2 separate regions of the Muntiacus reevesi genome follow, and region 1 is linked to region 2. Evidence: chromatin contacts called from public Hi-C data. All regions are on one chromosome and are shown on one strand. The core of a region is the stretch at or near the end of the contact, and the rest is flanking DNA. Distances in the headings are between cores, read along the strand shown.

The links. A called contact is a pair of places that touch in the nucleus more often than the background predicts.
Region 1: a contact with region 2 is called in a Hi-C map of muscle, with 7 times the contacts expected there. The contact joins the promoter of FBXO34 here to the promoter of MAPK1IP1L in region 2. A contact is called at or near these places in 2 of 3 Hi-C or Micro-C datasets (blood and muscle).

Annotation. Positions count from the first base shown.
Region 1 is chr7:65,216,384-65,223,270 of mMunRee1.1, forward strand. FBXO34 (F-box protein 34) reads left to right here and starts at 5,483. Exons shown (of 2, transcript XM_065941104.1): 1 at 5,483-5,621.
Region 2 is chr7:65,006,814-65,013,745 of mMunRee1.1, forward strand. MAPK1IP1L (mitogen-activated protein kinase 1 interacting protein 1 like) reads left to right here and starts at 1,737. Exons shown (of 4, transcript XM_065940055.1): 1 at 1,737-1,884.

The sequences.
Region 1 (6,887 bases), core at 4,233-6,732, 210 kb after region 2:
GAGATTCGGACGTGACTGAAGCGACTTAGCATGGCCCAGCACACACATATATGTACTGGGATGTTTTTAGCGACCTTCAAAATTTTTAGGAAGCCCTATAATGTCTTAAATAGTAACACAATTTATTATTTTATATAAAAAGAAGTCTCAAGGATTATTTTAATCAGAAGTTCAATTATGGCATCAAGGATGCAGGACACTTCCATCTTTCTGCTTTGCCCTTCTCTCACGTCGTCTGCAGCTAACATCTCTCATGATTCCAGGATGGCTCGCTACCAGGCACCACCCACGGCCACAGTATCTAGCAGCAGAGGACAAACTTTTTCTTCTTGTGTGTTTTTCTCTCTCTTTTCTTGTTCTTAAGTATAATTTTATTTATGAAAGTAATGCATTTCAGCAGAAAATAATGTCTTTTTACTAAAGGTAAGCAAAACCTTTTCTGGATATATCTGGGGCTTCCCAGGTGTGCTAGTGGTAAAGAACCCAACTGCCAATGCAGGAGACATAAGAGACTCGGATCCAATTCCTGGGTCGGGAAGATTCCCTGGAGGAAGGCATGGCAACCCACTCCAGTATTCTTGCCTGGAGAATCCCATGGACAGATGGAGCCTGGCGGGAAAAACCTTTTTCAGGTATATCTCAGTAAACTTCCCTTTGCATTTTATCAGATAGATTTGCGTCACACACCCATGACTCAGCCAATCCCCGACAAAGAGTTTGGGACCACTAAAGTGGTGACTCTGCTGCAGTGTTTCTCCCCTTTGGCTTTTGGGGAGGGATGATTCTTTTACATGTTTTACTGTTTACAACAGTAGCATGCTGTTGAGAAGCATCCCTGGCCTCTCCTGTTAGATGCCAATAGCAATTCTCTCCAAGCTGTGGCAATCAGAAATATCTTCAGATGTTGTTGAATGTCTCCTGGGGGACAAAATCTATCCTCCCACTGAGAACCACTGGCTTAGGTCAGTCATTGTTCATCCCATGGATCTGGGCCCATCTCCTCTGAAACACGAAGAGAGTGCCTAAGCCCAGGATTCTGTTAGCAAGGAAGAAAAGGAAAGTTGCTATTTTATAGACAGCCAATGGACAGTGACTCCTCCCTTCCCCTATCATTTTTTTTTTCTTGCCATTTTTCAATAAACAGATCAGAGCCTTATCAAAAATATGAAAGATATAAGAATGAGTTACCTGGTATTACCCGATGAATGCTAGTTCCTGTCTAAATGCCAGGTGGGTAGTATTAATATAAATATCCTTATGTTTATATTATTATAAGGCAAATATATTAATATATGTAATAATATAGTAATTAATAATGTAATGATATATTATATACATATAATTAATTGGTGAATCAGAAAATTTGGTCAAAGGTAATTTGTATGGAAGCACCAAAATCATGACTGGTTGATTGGGTTTTACAGGATGTTCCTACTGTTGGTCATTTTCTGGTACTAAGACCTTAGGTTTCGATTTTATTCACGTTCTACTTCTACTGTACAAGACCTTCTACTCTTGTTATTTTTATTAGTCATCCATTGATGACGAACTTATTCATCCTGGATTAAATTGTTTGGTGTGAGTAGGTATGAATATTTTAAATAATTCGACAGATATGTATTGGGTGCCCATTATTGTCAGGCATGTATTCTGTGAAGGAAAGTGACAAGGCTGAAATACTGCACAGAGAGTTAGAGAAAGCTCTGAGGAAGTAACATTTCAGCCAAGACAGGGTCAGAATGGAGAGAAATTGAGGGAGGGGAAATTGCTACGGATCTTTGTGTTGGTGTCGTTAGAAGCTGTCATCTGAATGTTGCTGAAAGGTCAAACGGCACTTAACAACGGGCTTGTTTAAGGGCAATACCTTGGAGGGAGGAAGACCTGAGACCTTGATTCGATTTTGCCTTGGCATTTCCCTAGAAGAGGTGGTTGTCTTTTACTTCCCTCTTTAAGTGTGCAGGTCACCATAAAGCAAGTTGATCTAAGGGACTTTTTTTGGGAGAAGTTAAATTTATTTTCAAAATTATAAGACCCTGATGCTGGGGAAGATTGAAAGCAGGAGAAGAAGGGGAAGACAGAGGACGAGATGGTTGGACGACATCACCAACTTGATGGACATGAGTTTGAGCAAGCTCCGGGAGATGGTGAAGGACAGGGAAGCCTGGTGTGCTGCAGTCCATGGGGTTGCAAAGAATTGGACATGACTTAGCAACTGAACAACAACAATGAATTACAAGATATACTCATCTTTCTTGGCAGTTTGCTGCCCTGGTCCCTCTGTTTCCCTTTAGTTGCTCTTCTGTTTATCATGAATGAGGTTCTTTCTCCTGGCTGAGTAGCCTCTGCTGTCTCCCATCACCATCACCATGCTTCATCTGTGCACACCCCGGGGCATAAGCCCAGTGTTTCACACATGCTCCAGTGACTTCATTCAAGGAGAGGTTAACTGCATGCCTTAACCTGTGTAAACCTTAAATTTTGGAAAGCACTTTCACTTTTCTCACTTGTTTGAGCTTCATGGTAATACAGTGAACTAGGAAGGGAAAATCATAATCACACTCAGGAAGCTAGTTTTGCAGTAGAGAGGGGCCTAGAGACAAAGTCCAATGGAGCCTGCCTTTTGGTTTTCTCTGTCCTGATGGAAGAAGTAGGTTGGGTTAAGAGTTTGGGGTTGTGGAGGAAGATCAGAACATGTTTTTCTTTTGAGGTAGGAGTGAGCTATTGAGGAGCCATGATAGGTTCTTAGTTTTTATCTGAGTGGAGAGTCTGGGTCTATACAAACAAGTCCATTGAACTGGGTCTTAATTTAATGTGACGTTTGCTTGCTGGTTTGAGATGACTAAGTTCTAATCATTGATGAAATAACCAAAGTAATATATCAATACTTTATAATATTTAGAACTTCTCAGCTGCTGAGCCCCCTGAAGTCCCTTAATCTGTTCTTCTGTCAGCACTGCTTCAATCCTACAACCCCACTGTGCCACACTGGTACCCAAGCAGGTCAGGGAACTCCCTCCCAGGTGTGAAGCATTGCACTGGCTCTACTAGCTTTTTTCAAAGTTTATTCCCATTGTACAGATGGAGAAACAGAATCAAAGAATTTTTCTCAAGTGGTTTCACTGCCTCCTACTCTGATTTTTCTCTTAGACTAGTGCTATTCAAAAAGTGTGGCCTACTAGGCAGCTTTAGAGTCAGTCCATGATAAGAGCAGAAATGAGAGGAAGAGTTTCAGAAACTTTACTAGCAATTTGACAGAGTAACTTGATGTGTGCTGAGTTTAATAATCAAGAATTTGGGCTGCTTTAAACAATTTCACATTTATAGACGTTTTAGTCAGTTATACTACATTTTACAAAATAGTTCACAATGCATTAAATATTAAAAAATCCCTGCATGACTCAATCAGAGACCGTTTGAAAAACACTGCATTAGACCAGACAGTCTTTAATCAGACTCTTACAATGAAGATGTACTGGCCACATGGAAACCACTGTCATTTAATTTTGATATTTGTGTTTTTTGCAGTTTCAGTGTCTTTAACCCATCTGCAATTTCCAGGAACAGTACAGTGAGTGATATGCTAAGAGTTCTGGGGTCCTTGTTCAGTTTGGCTCTATAATGAGGCAGGAGGTAGATGGGCTCCAGGCTGAACAGTCTCTCCCCTCAGGAGAAAAACTCCAGAACAGTAGGAACTCCATAAAAGCAGGATAATGGAGGAGTCTGGGGCCTTTCCAGATAGAAGACGTGTGCATGCTAAGTTGCTTCAGTTGTGTCTGACTCTGTGCATCCCTATGGACTGTAGCCCGCCAGGCTCCTCTGACCATGGGATTCTCCAGGAAAGAACACTGGAGTGGGTTGACGTGCGCTGCTCCAGGGGATCTTCCCAAGCTAGGGATCAAACCTGCTCTCTTACATCACTTGCATTGGCAGGTGGGGTTCTTTACCACCAGGGCCACTGGTAAGAGACCACATATTCCTCATTTTCAGAGTTAAGGAAAACTCCCTGCCTATCCATGCTCAGAAAAGGCTCCTTGGAGGTCAAAAGAGAGGGGGGGCATCAACCTCATAGTTAGTGATGTCAGCTGCGCATAAGTCTCTTGACTAGAATTCATCATGGCTAAAAGATACACACATACATGGGAGGACCCTGAGAAATACTAAATACAGACTCAGAAACAGGGAAAGTAAGATGGTCAAAGGAAACCCGGAAGAAATGACCCATAAAAGTGACTGCAAACTACCATGAAGGCGTGACTTTTAAAAGTGGCAATACTCTTTGACCTAGAAATTCCATTTCTGGGTATTTATCTTAAAAAATTTACATCCATGAAAATGTCCTATAGTTTCCTTATAATGTCATAGATGAAATAAGTCTGAGAATGAAGAATTTGGTAGATTTTGTATGTTCACTTAATATAACTTTACAGTTTCTGAAGTGTTTATGAAGCTTACGTAGAACTAGAAAAAAATTATAAACGCAAAAAACAAAAAAGCACCCCAAACCAACAAGGATCCAAAATTGTTTGTACACCATGAGCACAACATTGTAAAATAAATATGCATGAGAAAATGTCTGAAGGAAAATAAGCTGAATGCTGAGTGCCTGTGTTAGGGTGAAGTTTTTTTCTTTTATTGTCCTCATGTTTTATGATGTGGTCAAAATTATTTTTACAGTGAACACAATTATCAGTTTAAAGGCTGAGTATCAAATAGGGACTGGCACTCTCATTTGAAAGTATTAAATAAAGTACCCAAAACCTCTTTTGTAATCATCATTTACAATCCCTTACTCTTCTAAAGATCACATTTTGAGACCGTCAACCTCAAAGTTTATCAAATTGCTGGTAGGTATTCCTGCCATTGAGGAGGGCATGACCACCCACTCCAGTATTCTTTACTGGGATTCCCATGGACAGAGGGGCCTGGCGGGCTACAGTCCGTGGGGTCACAAGAGTCAGACACGACTGAAGCGACTTGGCATGCACTCACGCCCTCCTGCCTTTATTTGTATAGAAAAAAACAACGGACATTCCCAATCCCTTCATTTTACAAATAAGAGCTCTGAAGCCCAGCTTCCCCAGATAGTAGCAGAACCAAACTATGAACCCAAGTCTACCAGGTTATCTACCAGTGATTTAACACCATTTATACAGTTCCACCCACATCCACCCACGAGTGTTAACAGACTTGCCATTGCTACTGACTGTTGAACCCTGGCTTACTACCATTCTGGCTAGCTTGAGGGGTTGAGTCCTTTCTCTACAGGTCGTGCTCCAGCTTTCACTCACCACTTGGGGGCCCGAAGAAGCCTCACCCGGTTTTCTCCCTGTTTAAGTCCCCCACTCTGAATCCCCAGCGCCCGAAGTGCCGCAGAACCCCGGCAGGGGGCGTTGTGACCCTGACTCCGCGGCCCCTCCCCTGGCCAACCGTCGATTGGGCCGGCGCGTGACGTCACGCCGTTTTAGCCAAACAAATGGGTTTCGGGGCGAGCGTTGGGCTCCGCCGCGCCGCGCTGGGCGCTCGGTCTGTCTCAGCGGTGCGGAGCGAGCCAGGCCTCCCGCCGCCGCGGCTGTATAGGGTGTGCAGCCCCGGGCCAGGCTCCGGCCGGGGCAGGAGCGCAGGTGGGTCCGGGCCGGGGTGGGGCGTGGCGCGAGGGCAGCGCGGTCGGGGTCCGGCGGCGGCCACCGTGGCCGCTCCCCGCCCCCTCCCGCCGCCCGCCTGCGCTCTTGGGGCGCCGGGCGGGTGGGGGCGGGGGTGCCGCCCGCCGCTCCGGGGCTCGGTCTGGGGCAGGGACTCGGTGGCCTGCACCTTGTCCGGGGACGGCCTCCGCCTGCACACGGGCCGGGCGCTGAGCGCCCCCGCGGGGCTCGGAGGGTCAGGCGGGCCGGCGGGCGGGAACGGGGTCCCGGGTCTGGGCTGAAGCCGAGGAGATCCGGGATAGGCCGTGAGGAGTTTCGGGATCGTCTCTCCCACCCCCGGGACTGGCGGCCGGTGAGGAAGTCGGGCCCTGGGTGGGGGTTGTTTTGCTCGGTCGCGCCCGCCAGGGCTCGGCCGCTCCGTCCTTCCCGGTCCCAGCGCAGGTGAGCTGGCGCCTGTCCTTAACCTTCTTTGGGGACCGGGCAGGATGGAGGCTCGGAGGCTTCTCTGGCCTCTGGGCTGGTGCAGGTCGACTGCGGTTCCGCCCCAGTCCGCGATGAAGTCACAGTGTTGTGGGTCCGCGTGTCTGTGACGTCAGGGGTTACGGGGAGATGAGCTGTGATGTCACTGCAGGCCCCGGTGGGAACCCTGGCGCGCAGAAGGGCCGGGAGGACCGGGAGGGGAAAAAAGGGAAGTTCAAGCTTCTGTCAACGCCTGGGGTCCCAGAGAATTTGAATCGAAAGTTGTTCGATATCAGCCTTTTACCATTTTAATGTAGTAGTTGTCAAGTTCTTTAACTTCATTTCGAACAAGCATTGTTACACAGTTCAATATAAGACCCATTTGATTTAGGAAAATCTCAATCAGGAGGATTTTTTTTTTTTCCGGTGGAGGTGGATGGTGGGTGTTTGATTTAAATGCTTTTCAGAAAGCTAAACTCGTAGTTTGATAGCTTGTGATTGGAATTGCTGAAAAAGAACCAATTTGAGTGCTGATGATTCCCTTACTCTTTCTTGCTAGACAATTTTGAAATAATTTATCTCCCCATTTGCTTTTTTGTTGTTAAGAGAGTGGCCTGGAAGAGAGTGGCTTTTAAGTCAACTTTTTCTTTTGTAAAAAGGAAAGGAGGAGGTCTGAATTAACTCAATATTATTGTTAAATAATAATTACCTGGGGATTTAATTTATCCAGGTTGTCCCTACCCATGGATAATTGAGGGTTTCCTGCGGCTATAGCTCACCAAAAAGGCT
Region 2 (6,932 bases), core at 487-2,986:
GACCCCATGGACTGCAGCATGTCAGGCCTCCCTGTCCATCACCAACTCCCGGAGTTTACCCAAACTCATGGCCATTGAGTCAGTGATGACATCCAAACATTCCATCCTCTGTTGTCCCCTTCTCCTGCCCTCAATCTTTCCCAGCATCAGATCTTTTCAAATGAGTCAGCTCTTCACATTAGGTGGCCTATGTGACCAATTAAGTATTGAAGTTTCAGCTTCAACATCAGTCCTTCCAGTGAACACCCAGGACTGATCTCCTTTAGGATGAACTGTTTGGAACTCCTTACAGTCCAAGGGACTCTCAAGAGCCTTCTCCAACACCACAGTTCAAAAGCATCAATTCTTCTGCGCTCAGCTTTCTTTACAGTCCAACTCTCACATCCATATATGACTACTGGAAAAATCATAGCCTTGACTAGAGGGACCTTTGTTGACAAAGTAATGTCTCTGCTTTTTAATATGCTGTCTAGGTTGGTCATAACTTTCCTTCTAAGGAGTAAGCGTCTTTTAATTTTATGGCTGCAGTCACCATCTGCAGTGATTTTGGAGCCAAAAAAAAAAAAAGTCTGTCACTGTTTCCCCATCTATTCGCCATGAATTTTTTTCACTCTCCTCTTTCACTTTCCACAGGCTTAAGTATTAATATTTGGAGTTTCTCTATCGCTCATTTTTCAGTATGGGAATTACGTGTGCTGTGGAATAAACTCAGGTCTTTTAAGAAGCTAATAGTAAAACGTCCACCCACCAATCCACTAACAGCAAGTGAAAATAAAATCTAAGAATACTGCATACGTTTTAATTTTTACACTAAAACATATGTACGTGTTATATATGTATATTTTGCACAACACGTAATTATGACATCTTCATTGTTAGCACATTTCCTGACCGCTGGGGCCATGTGTCAATCACCTTTTGGGTCTGTCACAGAGTAGGTACGTAAAGGTTTATTTGAAACTGAACTAAGGAAAGAAAAAAATACTGAACAGAAAAAACCTGCAAAGATATCCATTCTTTTTGTTAATATCAATTTGTCAAGCCATTTGCAAACGTATTCACTCTTTTGCACTGTTGCTTTGCTGCTACTGCTGCTAAGTCGCTTCAGTCGTGTCCGACTCTGTGCGACCCCATAGACGGCACCCCACCAGGCTCCGCCATCCCTGGGATGCTCCAGGCAAGAACACTGGAGTGGGTTGCCATTTCCTTCTCCAATGCATGAAAGTGAAAAGTGAAAGTGAAGTCGCTTAGTCGTGTCCGATTCAGCGATCCCATGGACTGCAGCCCACCAGGCTCCTTCATCCATGGGATTTTCCAGGCAAGAGTACTGGAGTGGGGTGCCATTGCCTTCTCGCCCGCCACAATTTTGGCCAACGGATCCGTGCCCCGGGTTAGAAGGCATTCACACCTAGCCAGCTTCGAGGCCTAACTCTAAATACCGCAAGTGTAGGGAATCCAGAACTTGCTTTCAAGCCTCTCCAGCAGACAATTTCCACCAGGCTGCCCAGAACGCAACCCGCCACTGGCGTTTCCTCCAGACTGCTCAAAACTCCGGGAAACCAGGGAGATTTCCTCCCGCCCACCAAGAGAAAAACAGCCGAGCAGCCGTGGACCGGCTGGCCGCAGTGCCACCGGGGCCCTGTGGAGGGCGCGCGCGGCCGGGCCCCGCCGACCAGAGGGGAGGCGGAGCCGGGTGGGGGCAGCGCGTTCCGAGCACGGCGCTTCCTGTTCCGGCGCCAGGAGGAGCCGCGCGCTGCTGGTGCTGCTGCCGCCCCCGTCTCCGTCTCCGCTGCCGTTGGTCGGGCTACTCTCGGTTCTTCAGCGCCCAGTTCTCTCCGACCCATCGCCGCTTCTAGATCTTGCTGCGAGTTCGGATCTTGCCGGGTGAGGCTGCCTCGGCGCTAGCGGGGTCATGGAGGAGAGCGAGGGAGCCCGCCCAAGCGGGACGCGGGGACAGTAACGGAGGTGCCTCAGACGCCTCTTTGGGGAGGCCGGGGGCTAAGAGTCTCTCCCCGTGGTTTTCCTTTTGGCTGTGGGCAATCAGCCCGCTCGCCCCCCAAGGAGAAGGCGTCGGGGGCGGGTGACGTCCTACCGATGGGTTTCTCGGCGGGTGACGTCAGGCCTGGCTCGGGGGGCGGGGCCGGTAGCGGGCCCGGCCCCTCCCCCACCCTTTCCCGGGCGGGCGCGACCCGCTCGGAGGCCGGTTCGCTCCGGTTAATCCCGGACTCCTTTTGTTCGCTGGGCTCCGAAGGGCTGCTCGCCTGGCGCCCCTTGGCCCCGACTCCCTCCCCCACTCATTAATTGCTAATGAAAGGGAGAGGAAGGCTGAAAGAGATTCTTGCAGGAGTCTTCGGTGCTGGTTTAAGATTATTCGCAGTATGAGGTTTTGCTCATCTGTTTTTTTTTTTTTTTTTGGTCATCATTTTCTAGAGGAGTTCCTAGCAGATATTCAGATGAATATCCATGGCAAACTGAGGAGTGTTGAGTTCTGTAATGCTCCCTTATTTTAGGATTTAGGAGCGCCTGGTGGCTTTGGACCGTTTTCTTCTGAAAACCGAGAGTAGTGCTTTTAATAAATGGGGATTGTAATGTTGAAGCATGGAAGCATACTCACCTGACAGAAGAAAAAAAAATTTTATAGGGTTGGTACTAAAGAAATACACGCTTCTACATTTGGTGCCTGTGAGTTTGTTTTGAAAACGAACCCTCCATTATAGGCGAAGGTACACTTCAGAAGTCTTTCAGAAGTTCTTTGTTTAGGAATAGTGCTCTTTGGGCAGGAGGAATAGAAATTTTTCTCAATACTAGTGTCTGAACTTTCTATTCAAAGCTAGTTTGTTTCAGAAACTTGAGTTATGTGTACTGGAATGTCCCTTTTCCTCTCTCCACGAGGAACGGAGACCCAGAGACAGCCCCTTAACTGAAATCCTTGGGACCAGTGTGTTTTGGAATTCAGAAATCTTGAAATTTTATCTTTAGATTTTAGAGAGACGATAAGGTGCAAAGATGAGAGATCACACCATTGGAGTCGGGGCAGCGTCCCCAATTCAGCATTAATATTTGCGCAGCGATAGGTAGGAATTAATAAAAACTGTAAATAGCCTCAGGTCAGGTTTTGCCACCAAGTAAGTTTTATGTCAAACTTGGGAACACTTCTTTCATTTCTAAAGGTTTCTGATTTGAGAACTGCAGATAAAAATTTACGAACCTATCATGGCAATTTGCAAAAGCTGACATCTGTGGAGTTTTTGCTACCTGCCAGACAGTGACCAGGACGTTTATTGTTTAAGTCTCACAGCAAATCTGTGAGGTGGATACTACTGTCTACTTTCACCTCTGAGGTTGGCACAGCTTGGCTTGTCCAGAGCCCACCAGTGAACTGCAGCATTACCTAGTTTGAAATATTTTTTGGTGTGCACGCCTATATTTTTTTTAATGCTTTTTAAATGGAAGGATAATTGCGTTACAATATTGTGTTGGTTTTTGCCGTACATCAGCCTGTACTAACCATAGGTATGTACATATGTCCCTTCCTTCTTGAACTTCCTCCGACCCCTCTCCCCAGGCTTGCAATATGCTGGTACACCGAGGGAGAGAAGATGATGTATTTATTTTCTAGGCACTTTTATTATAGGCACTTGATTTACCAGTCCCATTTAGTCCTGACCTTAAGGGCCCATTATTATAGTTGAAGTAACAGATTCATTGAGGTGAGCTGTCTCTGAGACGGTCAAACTTTGGTCTAGAGACCCTCTGGATGAAGCTTTCATATTCCTCCCCTTTTTACATTGCAGCCAATCTGAGCTGCTTATATGTTCCACAGATCACTAACTGCTCCTTTCCCTAGGACCTACCTTTTTGTTCTCCCACACTGCAGACAGGACTCCTCAGGATTCATCCCTTTATAATCCTTGCCTTGATGCCTTTAGGAGCTCTTCAAGGTGCTCCTATAGTGCCCTGCACTTAGCCCAGGTAGCCTGCTGTTTAAATGGTAGTTCTCCACCAGACTGGGAACGGCAGTCAAGTGTTTATTCCATGTAACACTATTCATTTCCCCAAGGCCCAACACAGTACCTGGCACTTACGTTCCAATAAGAATGAGTGTAGAAAATAGGACTGACAGGAGCTTGTTGAAAAGTTATTTTTTTTAATTACATATTTTTAAGTAATTTTAATTGTTCAAAAACATGCAGATCCCCAATTTCTTGAGTTGTCCAAATGTAAAATAGTGTATCTAATAAACCCCAATACTAGAAACTATCACATAAAAATGCTTATTCAAAATTTATATTTTCAGTACAATATATTACCAGTATCCCTTCCCCATACTAAACAAGTCAGTGGAAAAATCCTGATTTCCCTTAGTGACTCTTAATAAATATCTTGTTTATAACTGTAGATTTTTAGATATTTTACTTATCTTTGAAGTAGTCAGTAATTGTAACTGTTTTACTAATGAGAAAAATGGTCTCTGGTTAAAAACTGTCTTTGTCAAAAGATTCAGATAAAAGATTTGGTGTCCAGGTTTCCTAACTGTGTAGTCCCATACTGTTTTTGACTCGTACTACAGTTTGATGACCCTTTGAAATATTCCTTGTCCAGTACTCACCAGTAATTTATGGGGTTCAACTTTTTAAAACTTCCCCATGATTGAATTACTATTTTTATTCTAAAGGCCATAGGTGTTACAGAAATACTTTATGTTTCTAATGCTAGTTGAAAGAAATTATGTACACTTGTTTTAAAGTTGCTCTTCGGAAAATACAATGATTATTTTACACATGATGTGTGTTGCCATAAAGTGTTAATGGAAACTTTTGGAAGTTTTTAGATTTTTCCAAAATGAAAAGTTAAAGTCTTCCTTGATTATAAACTTTTTTTTTGTAGTTCAAGATCACATTGGACTCACCTTAATTAGCATAATCCATATGTTTGGAGGTCCCCCCCCCCAGAAAATCTAGGGTTTGGGGGGATTTCTTGGCAGTCCATTGGTTTGTTGGTTTTGTTTTTGTTTTTTTTTTTTTTTTTAAGTCTCGATGTCCACTCTAGTGGCTTGTACTCTACATTGGAGTACTGATTGATGTCCAACTCTATTTTTTTAACTACTTTATGGTGAAAGTATTCCCCAAATAGTAAATTGGAATATTTCCAATTAATATGAATACTGTTTGGGCATGGAAAACAGGTTGCTTTACAGTGCAATGCTGTAAAACAGGAAGTGACCTCTTTCTAATCCCTTTGGTCAAGGCTTTATTATCTCCTCTATCTTCCAGGATTTGATGTTGAATTTAAACTTTTGAAAGCCAGAGTTAGATTTTAATGTAATGCTGTGATTAATTAACCATAGTTTTTCAAAAAGTAAGAAGGAAATGAGTGATTCTAAAAACCTGAACTGTAAGACTAGGTGAAATTGAATGGGTTGCTTAGTTAGGTTTTTTGCTTCAGAATTAATGTGAACTTTGATACAGAACCACTTTCTGTTTCGAAACAGCTCACCTTGTGTGAAAAGAATGTTAGTTTTAGGTAGACTTTAAATTTGTGCATGGATAAACTTTTTTTCAGGTGTTAGTCCTAAGAATCTACTATTGTGTGAAGTTACTTTTTAGTATAAAACCTTAACATGGAAACGAATGAATAAATATATTTGCTCTACATTCATGATGTGTTTTTTAATCTTATGAATTTAAGAGCAAGGTTATAGCTGTTGTGATAGCAGGCTTCCTGTTCATTTTCTTTATCATTCCTCATAATAACCATACCACATGAACTAAAACTCTGTAAATGGCTCAATATTAAACAACATATATATAACTATATTGTGTATTCGTGGGGCAGAGAAAAAAACTGAGATCAGCTCATTAGATGTCAAAAAAATCTGAAGAAATACAGTGGTTTTTTTTTTTTTTTTTTTAAGCTAGCAAAAAAAGGGGGGGGAGACCAAATCTAGCAAAAATAAGCATAAATAGAAACTTCCTTACTGTAATTTTTTAAAATCTCAAAACTAAAAATAAGAATCATATTTAAACATTGTAAGCATTACCAGGAGAGTTGGAAAGACTACTGTGCTCGCAGTATCTTATTTAAAATTTCATTGTTTAAATTCTAGCTTATGCAAAAGAGAAAAAAGGTATAAACAATGCAAAGAGAAGGTAAAATTATTTTTCACTAATGGCATAATTCTTTATCTGCTGATTCCAGAGAATGAACTGAGAGACTTTCAGAAATAATTCAGTAATGTCACTGCTTACAAAAGTAATACACTAAAATTTAAAAGGCTCTTCCCGTATATGAACAACCAGTCAATTAGAAAACATAATGGAACACCCAGTTTACAACCACGAAAAAAAGTTTGCCATTTAGAAATCTAACTCACAAAAAATGTATAGGAGTCTTGATTTTTAAAAACTATTGAGTGATACTAAATGACAATGACGGGAACCAGGATGATATACCTTGTTTCTCAAATGAGAATATTTTTATATTTTAAATATATCACATGTCCTCTAAATCTGTAAATTTAATTAGGTTTTATCATTGTGCTGTTGGGATTTTTTGTTTCTTTGATAAAGTGACTTAGAAAAAATAGGCATGACAATATTCAGGAAAACCTGAAAAAATAGTAATAGTGGGTCATAAAATTTGTTTAAAAGTATAAAGCTGCCCTAATAAAATGGAATGTTATATTGTGGATCAGTAGAATAGAGTTCACAGTACCTTTGAGAAATAATGGAGGCTCTGTGGCCTGGTGGTTCTGGAATCAGACTATACCTGGGTTTGAATCTCAGTGTTTGTCACTAGCTCTGTGACTTGAAACAAGTGAACTTGCTAAGCTTCCTTTTCTCCAGCTGAACTGGGAATGCTAATAGAATCTGCATCTATCTGTGAGATTATGCACCTAAAGCACTTAGCATGGTAGATGGATTCTCAGTGTT